Regions from separate parts of the Gossypium hirsutum genome. Here region 2 is linked to region 1. A link is a contact called in public Hi-C data. All regions are on one chromosome and are shown on one strand. The core of a region is the stretch at or near the end of the contact, and the rest is flanking DNA. Distances in the headings are between cores, read along the strand shown.

Region 1 (3,967 bases), core at 494-2,993:
CAATGTTAAAAACTTTTATTTTTAACAAATTTATCAAAAAATCATTTTCAAATACTTTAATTAAAATTTCATTAAATTTATTAATTTTGAAGTTTATTAATATTATGTGAACTCTTTTTTGTAAATATTAATTAATTTATGCCATGTTTGGAAATCAAGATTTGGGGAAAAAAAAGAATTTTCAATTTTTTTTTGTTTGGATATCTAATAAAAGTTATGGATTTGAATTTGAGTAAATCCAAGCTCAATCTTATAAAACATAAATTTTAGATTTTAAATTTTGGAATTTGGAATTTGGAATTTGGAATTTTTAAAATCCAAATGTCATAAAATTTTCTTTCTTGAATAAAACTATATCAAATTGTTAATGAATTAAAAACTATATCAAGTTTCTATAGCTACAGTTTTTGTTATTCTGATTATATTTGATTTTTTCAAGATTTTAATATAATTTTAACTTGATTTAGTTTAACCCCCAAAAATTTAAGAATGAAATAAAAACTTATCAAACTTTCTACAGCTACTTTTTTTTATAAGATTTTGGATAAGAATGAAATAAAGCTTAAATCTAGTTGAAGCCAAAATTTAAATTTAATTATTCAAATAATGTATGTGAAATAATTCAAACTCTTATATTTGAAATATTTTATTCCCAAGCAATGATCTAGAATTTCAAATTTAAATTTTTAAAATTCAAATGTAAGTTTCAAAATATTACCTAAATGTTGAATCAAAATTAGTCTAAATTTGAAGTGTTGAAGTTGTTATGATGAGCACCGGGTGCAACTCCCATTGTTATTGGGTAGTGTTCAGTATTGTAACTTATTATATTTGGAGTTAAAAATTTTTGTAAACAAAATTTTGAGTTGTGATCTTTGATGATGTTTTGAATGTGTAAGTCTAACTATGATGTCCAAACTATCTATAAAAATATATATTGAAGAATTAATTTGGATAGGGTTAAGTAAATCAGCATTTTTCTTTTGAGGAGATTGAATCAGATTGGAAAAACTTAGTAACATATCTTGAAGTTGAAGACTTATCTTGGACTTAGAGAATATATTCTTTGAGCTTATTATCTCACTATTTTGATGGAAAGATTGACTGTAATTAATCTAGCATGTTAGTAAGTCTCAAATACTTTTATAGTTGACAATGCTTTTGAAAACATGTGAATTACTTGATTTTCAACCTAAGTTTTAGAAAATTTAGAGGAGAAATCTAAATCTTAGGTGTAACAGTCAAGTGACTAATCTAGTTAGTATTAGAACTTGAATCACTAGCTATACAAAGTGTTAAGATAATAAATGATATCTCTGAGTAAAACCTTATAAATGTAAAAAAATCAAACTGCATAATTATAATGATGTTTTATCTTTGTTCTTTAGCAGTACACTGCTCGTAGCACTCTTCTAACGCTACTAAAGCATTCTTACAAATATTGTTCTCAATCCTAAAGCGAAAGTGATCAAACCCATTGACCAGGTTAGAATAGTAGGAGCTCTTCGTACCTTTTTTTTTTTTATTACATCTTTAATCACTGTTCATAAATATGATTTTTATAATTCACAAATGAAATCTTATACATATAAATAGTCTTGAAATTACCTGTTTGCCGCTCCAAAAAGAATTGGAATGTAGTCCAATAATTTGGTTAGACTCTTGAAGGCCCGTTAGTTGTGGGCCGAGCTTGTTTGCATTCATCTCTTTTAAAGTACTAGTATTGACGGTTCAAGTTCCATATCAATATGCAAAATGTCAGCTCTTCTATTCACAAAATCAACTCTGACAAGAAGCAAAGATGAAGTTTATGTGGCAGCAGTGGCACTAAGAGCTACAAAGGGACCGGCCCAGCTTTTGATGTCAACTGCTTACTCCCTCAGTGTCTGGGACTTGCAACACTTCATGGTCATCATCAAACCCTCTTCTCCTCTCCTTTCTCAGGTTCTTTCCTCTTCATTATCTCCCCATAATTTTTCTGCTAGTAGGAGCTAGCTTTGTCTGAAAAATCTAACTGAAGCAAGCTGCAATAAGTACAACAGCCCTTATCATCCTTTGAACTCACCTCTCTCCATTTTAATTCATATAAATTTTTTATTATTTATCTTTGGTAATATTTGTTTACAATTTTAGGGATATTTAATCTGAATCTGAAAATTTTAAGTGTAGGCCATTGTCTTTGATTTTCAACCTGAAGATCCAGAGAACATATACACGGCACTTGCTGCTCTGTCTGGTAGAGCAGTACCAGGTTTGCTATAGTAGACTTCTGCCAAATTTTATTTATTACTATCAAAATTCATCAATGTATCAGATGTATCAACTTTCCAAAATTGAAAACTTATATTGGTACAGGCGATTATGGTTTAGTTAAAATTTTGGGATATAATTATAGTAACACTTGGGATAGGAGTTGTTCTTACAAGGAAGTTAAGGAAGCTGCCGAGGAGCAGATGTTGGTTCGTTGGATATGCTGAAGGGAATGCTGTTGATAAGGCCTATGACTTCAACAACACATGGGAGGTTGATTTGAGAATTGGGCTTCATGACTGTCGAGATTATACAAATGGTACTAATCTCATTATTCTTCTTCTCATTTTCTTAAGTCGAATCCAAATTTATTAGCATAAACCAATTAGGCTAAGCCACTTTAGATTCATTTTCATGCTTTTATTGATAAAATTACGGGAATAATTTCTCACTTGATTGTTTGGGCTCTAAATTTAGTTCCCTTGAAATGTAAGGTTTGGTTGAACAGCTGACTGGTGAAAAACTTGTGTTGGAGCATCTGAGAAGGAGAAATGGTGGTCAAAGTTAAATCATTATTTTTTATACCTCGCTTGATCATAACGCATAAGCAATGGCATCCATGTCTTTGAAGGAGCATTTGCTGAAACATTAATCACTGTCAATTCCATGGAATCCAGATTGTAAAAATCTCAGGTTAAAAAGTAGAAAAAGAATGATCTTTTTATTTCAAGGAAATCTATTTATGTCATGAATCTCATTATAGTATACAATTATAGAATGTTGCATTATATGTATTTTTTATAATTAATGATATATATAAACTTTATTAAAGAAATGATGAATATAAATATTTTGATTATGAATATGGATAATAATTTAACACAACATTAATTTTAAAAATTTTTGCTAAAATTTTTAATATATAAAATATTATATTATATCAATTCTATATCACATTTATAATACAACGTTCAAGTAGTTATTCTATATCATAATCTAGTATGTAACTATTCTACGTAACTTTTGAATTACCAAAAATAGATAGAAGTATTGAAGAAGCCTTTGGATTTAAAAGCAGATTCCATTTCAGCTATTCTATTGAAATTGAGTAAATTAACCCTTATACATTTCGAAAAGTATGTTAATTTAAATGTTTTTTTTATTAATTTGGTCTCTTCATTATAGTTAAAAATATCATTTTTTATTTTTTCTTAACAGTAATTCTATTTTTTTAAATCTTAAAAATAAATATAAATTATTAAAAATATTAAAAATTATGTTAAAATATTTTTAAAAATAAACATTATAAATAAAAATTTCTAAAAATTAAAAATATATATGTAAAAAAATCTAAAAAGGTTACAAAAAATTTTTAAAAATTTTATCAAATTTTTGAGTTGAAACCTAGAAACCATCGTCTTTTTACAAGACTTTCTTCCATATTTTACAAAACCTAGAAAAATAAAAAAATATTTTGTAACGCCTTAAATAATTTATTTTTGTATCTGTAAATTTTAATACAAATATTTGTCTGTTTTAATGATTAAGTGTTCTAGGTGTGTTTGAGAGGTCTTGGGTTCAAGTCTTACCTTTGCCAAATTTTGTTATTTTTTTAATCCTAGCCTTACCCTTGTTGAGTGGGCTTATATAAAATTGTCTGTTAATTTATATCAGAATGAGCTTGCTAGTTTGAGTGGTAAAAGAGTTAATATGTTGG
Region 2 (4,006 bases), core at 1,392-3,891, 480 kb after region 1:
AATATTATGTATGGTATATATAGGGCATTGTCTGCAGATATCCAAAAAGCTTGAACTCCTGTCCGCATAATGATTCTCACCTAGCCCCCGGTTATACTTGAACCTGTGATCGCATCACAACCACTGACTGGGATCTCCACCTAGACTTTGAGCCCTGATCATATCAAGCATTATTACCCCAAAATCGAATTTCCCAACGATGGGTTTCTAAGGTGATGGACTATCCCACCATGACATATGAAATGTATGTGTGCTGATGCGCATTATCACATCCTCAAACTCTCAAACTATCTAAGAACTTCTTCCATTTTAGTCGAAAACGCTGAACACTTTTAAAATACCTTAAACCTAAAAAACCTTAAACCCTAACCCTAAAACACTAAAATCCCTAACCTTAAAAAATAAAAAACCTAACCCTGGAGAGAGAAAGTGAAAACGCGTCCAGCTAGGCGCACTTTCCTGCCATCTGTGCAGAAAACGCACCCAACTAGATGCGTTTTTACTTTCTCTCTCCTGAAAGCGACCTATTTCCCTAATTAAATTTTAAAATGACCTAAAAGCCTAATTAAAAAAAGTTGGCCTATTCACCTTATTTAGCCTAGTTAATCATAAATAAGTAATTTTATGACTAGTAAAATGATACAAATATAATTAATATATTTATAGAATTTTAATTATTTATTACTACAATTATTATTTAACATAATGCAAATTTAACATATATTTTATTATTTAATATAAAGTATATTATTTATTATTTATTTTATGTATATAAAAACTTATGCAGTGTTTTTAATAGTTATTTTCTATTTTTACTTTACCATTACAATTGCATTTGAATTCCAACACACATAAAACAGTTTATTTTAATTTCATTTCTACAATATACAATCTCACCACTACAACAATTTAATCTTATCAATATTATTATTTTTAATCTCACTAGGGTAATATGACTAAAAGAATCTAAAAACTTAATTATTTACAATTGTGTTTTCTTGAATTATTAGAATAAAAAATTATGAGAATGTTTGGTAAAGAAAATTTTGGATTTTTTAGCTGATTTGGGTACAAATGGATGATTGGGTAGTCAAACCCTCTAATTGTAGTGTTTGGTGAATGGAGGTTTGCAAAAGCTTGTTGAACTAAAACCTCCAAAACAAAAAATGCAGGGATGAGTAACTTTTTTTAGTAGTTGATTGGGAATGAGATATGTAGAATGACATATCTAACCATACTTGCTAAAAAATTACTCTCTTTGTCACATGCTCTCAAATCTAATAAGGATGCCAAGATATCAATAGCGTCTATTCTCTCATTTTCACTTCCACCTCCAAAGTCCAAAATAAATCTAAAAAAAAAAAACTCCACTGTGAATCTATAAAAATCAACATTGTCGCGAGAAATTTTTTATCGAGCCCATTCATCCTTGAATATTTATGCACTCTTAATTTATTTTCATTTTACTTGTGGAAAATGATTTCTTATACAACTTTATATTAATTGAAATATGCTACTTGACAAATTTATTCAGAGTGTGACATATTTATCACTAATTTATATACTAGGAACATGACATAATTATCACTAAGAATATAGTTTACAAATTATATTCATACACTATTAATGTTTATCAATTTTCACAAGGTTAATATTTGCAAATAACTTAAGAAATTTGTTTATTTAAAATTTCAAAAATATTCACTAATTAATTTTCATAATGGATATTTTAATTCCTTAGTAATAGTATTTTATCTTAATAATTTTACTCAATAAAGACTAAAGTATTATAAACAAATAAATACTTAACAATAAAATGTATCGTGTCCTTATTTATTATTTTACACATATCAACTTTTAACTATTAATTAAATTTTACCAAATACTTTTGAATAAACAGTCAATAAAATTAATTAGTCAAATCAATTAACAAAATCAATTAATTAAACTAACAATTATAATTATCAATAAACTATAAATTATCAGCCAATTGCTAAAGAGGGCTTATTTATTTATTAAATAAATTTATACTCTTTGAAGCCTTTAATCAAATGTGAACATAGACTTGCAGGCCTTTATTATTATTGAGTTTGGTTGCCAAATGCAGCTTTTGGCGGCCAACAGGCTCTTTTGCCGTCATTAATAATAGGTTTTTTTTAATGTGCATTTCTAAGCTTGTTAATGTGTTTTATTTCGTTTGTAAAAAAATTATTGTTTTATTTCGTTACAATCGTATTTAAATATTTTATATTTATATAATATGTTAATATTTTATACTATATTATTTTATGAAAATATATCAAAAATCTATAATTTATAACAAAAAATATTATATAAACTTTAAAATAATTATATTTTTATATATTTTTTATCTTATTGTACTTTTAAAAAAAAATTCCTTTTACCATTTCGATATTACGTTGTCATCTCTTACCAAACAAAGGTTAAAAAAACAGGTGGTTGAAGAGAGAGAACAAAAAAAACAAGTCCCAATATAGGTACATTTTCTTCCATGCTTCCTCCTTAATTCTAAAAGTCATCTCCATTACCCAAATAAAACACATTTTATAAACCAAAATCAAGACCAAGTATAAGTATACATTAAAGTAAATCAAGAGCTGAATGTAGAATAAGTCAAAAAAATACAAGCTCTTTTTACAGTCTTTTAAAGTACGACTTTTTCCCCTTCTATGCTTAATGCTCTCTACTTTATTACGAAATTGAGTTCTCTCTCTCTATATATATGTATGTTGTTGAGTTCCCCAAGGACTTAAGACAACAATCTGCCTTGAAAAACAAATTTTCTGGATTTCGTTTCACACAGTTTCGACATGGAGATCAAAGCCTGGAACCTTGTCCTGTTCTCGTGCCTGCTGCTTTCTTTATTGGCTTCACCCTCATCTGCCCAGACCTGTGTTAGCCAAACATTTCCCAACAACAAGCAATATGCCAACTGCACCGATCTTAGAGCCTTGAGCAGTTATCTCCATTGGACATATCATCAATCAAATGGAACTGTTGAGCTGGCTTTTCGACACACCGGCACCACCTCGTCACGGTGGTCGGCGTGGGGTATCAATCCTAGTGGACCGAGTATGGTGGGTACCCAGGCTTTGGTTGCCTTTGTCAACTCTAGTGGCGTGACTCAGGCGTTCACAACGTCGATTGATAGCCTATTCCCTACCCTGCAACCCACAGATTTGAGCTTCCAGGTTCCAAGTCTGTCAGCAACGTTCGAGAATGACGAGATGACGATATTTGGTGTTTTGAGAATCCCCGAAAACATGTTGTCAACCAGTCAGGTTTGGCAGGAAGGTCCTGTGAGTAACGACCAATTACAGCCTCATACTACTGATGGAGCCAACCTTCAATCCAGGGGAAGTATCAATTTCCTTACAGGACAATCTGCAGGGGCTTCATCTGATTCAAGGACAAGAAGAAGAAATGTAAGCGGTTCGAATCTTCCCTAGAGCTAGAATTGCCATAAAAAAAAAGGGATTCCTTTCCAGATTTTTAAAGTTGGATTGTTTGAATTATCCAGGTTCATGGAGTATTGAACACTGTGAGCTGGGGAATATTGATGCCGCTGGGAGCCATAACAGCTAGGTACATGAAGGTGTTCAAATCTGCAGACCCGGCATGGTTTTATCTCCACGTTGCTTGCCAATCATCGGCCTATGTTGTTGGTGTGGCAGGGTGGGCGACGGGTATTAAGCTCGGCAGTGACTCTCCTGGAATCACGCACAATCCTCATAGGACCATTGGCATTATCCTCTTCTGCTTCGGAACTCTTCAAGTAATTTCTTCTCGAAAACATATTCATATGCGACGCTAGTATCAGGATTATGCATACCTTAATGAACCTTAACAATTTTTGGAGGCCGAAATTAAATTAAAAATTTTTATGGCAGGGCCCTACTTTGGCCCCTCTAGTGCCATCCTAATGACAGGGAGACTTGTTAAAGTGTGCTTTTAGTCTTTTTCTTCATCTTGCCGTCATGGGGAT

The links. Hi-C and Micro-C count contacts between places; a contact is called where the count stands out from the background.
Region 2: a Hi-C map of leaf shows a contact between it and region 1, with 3 times the contacts expected there. The contact joins the promoter of LOC107954952 here to the promoter of LOC107955717 in region 1. A contact is called at or near these places in 4 of 34 Hi-C or Micro-C datasets (hypocotyl and leaf).

Annotation. Positions count from the first base shown.
Region 1 is chrA07:90,393,422-90,397,388 of Gossypium_hirsutum_v2.1, forward strand. LOC107955717 reads left to right here and starts at 1,744. Exons shown (of 4, transcript XM_016891516.2): 1 at 1,744-1,944; 2 at 2,170-2,251; 3 at 2,411-2,569; 4 at 2,745-3,002. The coding sequence starts at 1,756. The coding sequence ends at 2,818. It overlaps LOC121231809 (a long non-coding RNA gene), which reads left to right and starts at 3,846. Exons shown (of 3, transcript XR_005929869.1): 1 at 3,846-3,967.
Region 2 is chrA07:90,870,709-90,874,714 of Gossypium_hirsutum_v2.1, forward strand. It overlaps LOC107954952 (cytochrome b561 and DOMON domain-containing protein At5g35735), which reads left to right and starts at 2,642. Exons shown (of 3, transcript XM_016890647.2): 1 at 2,642-3,446; 2 at 3,542-3,796. The coding sequence starts at 2,832.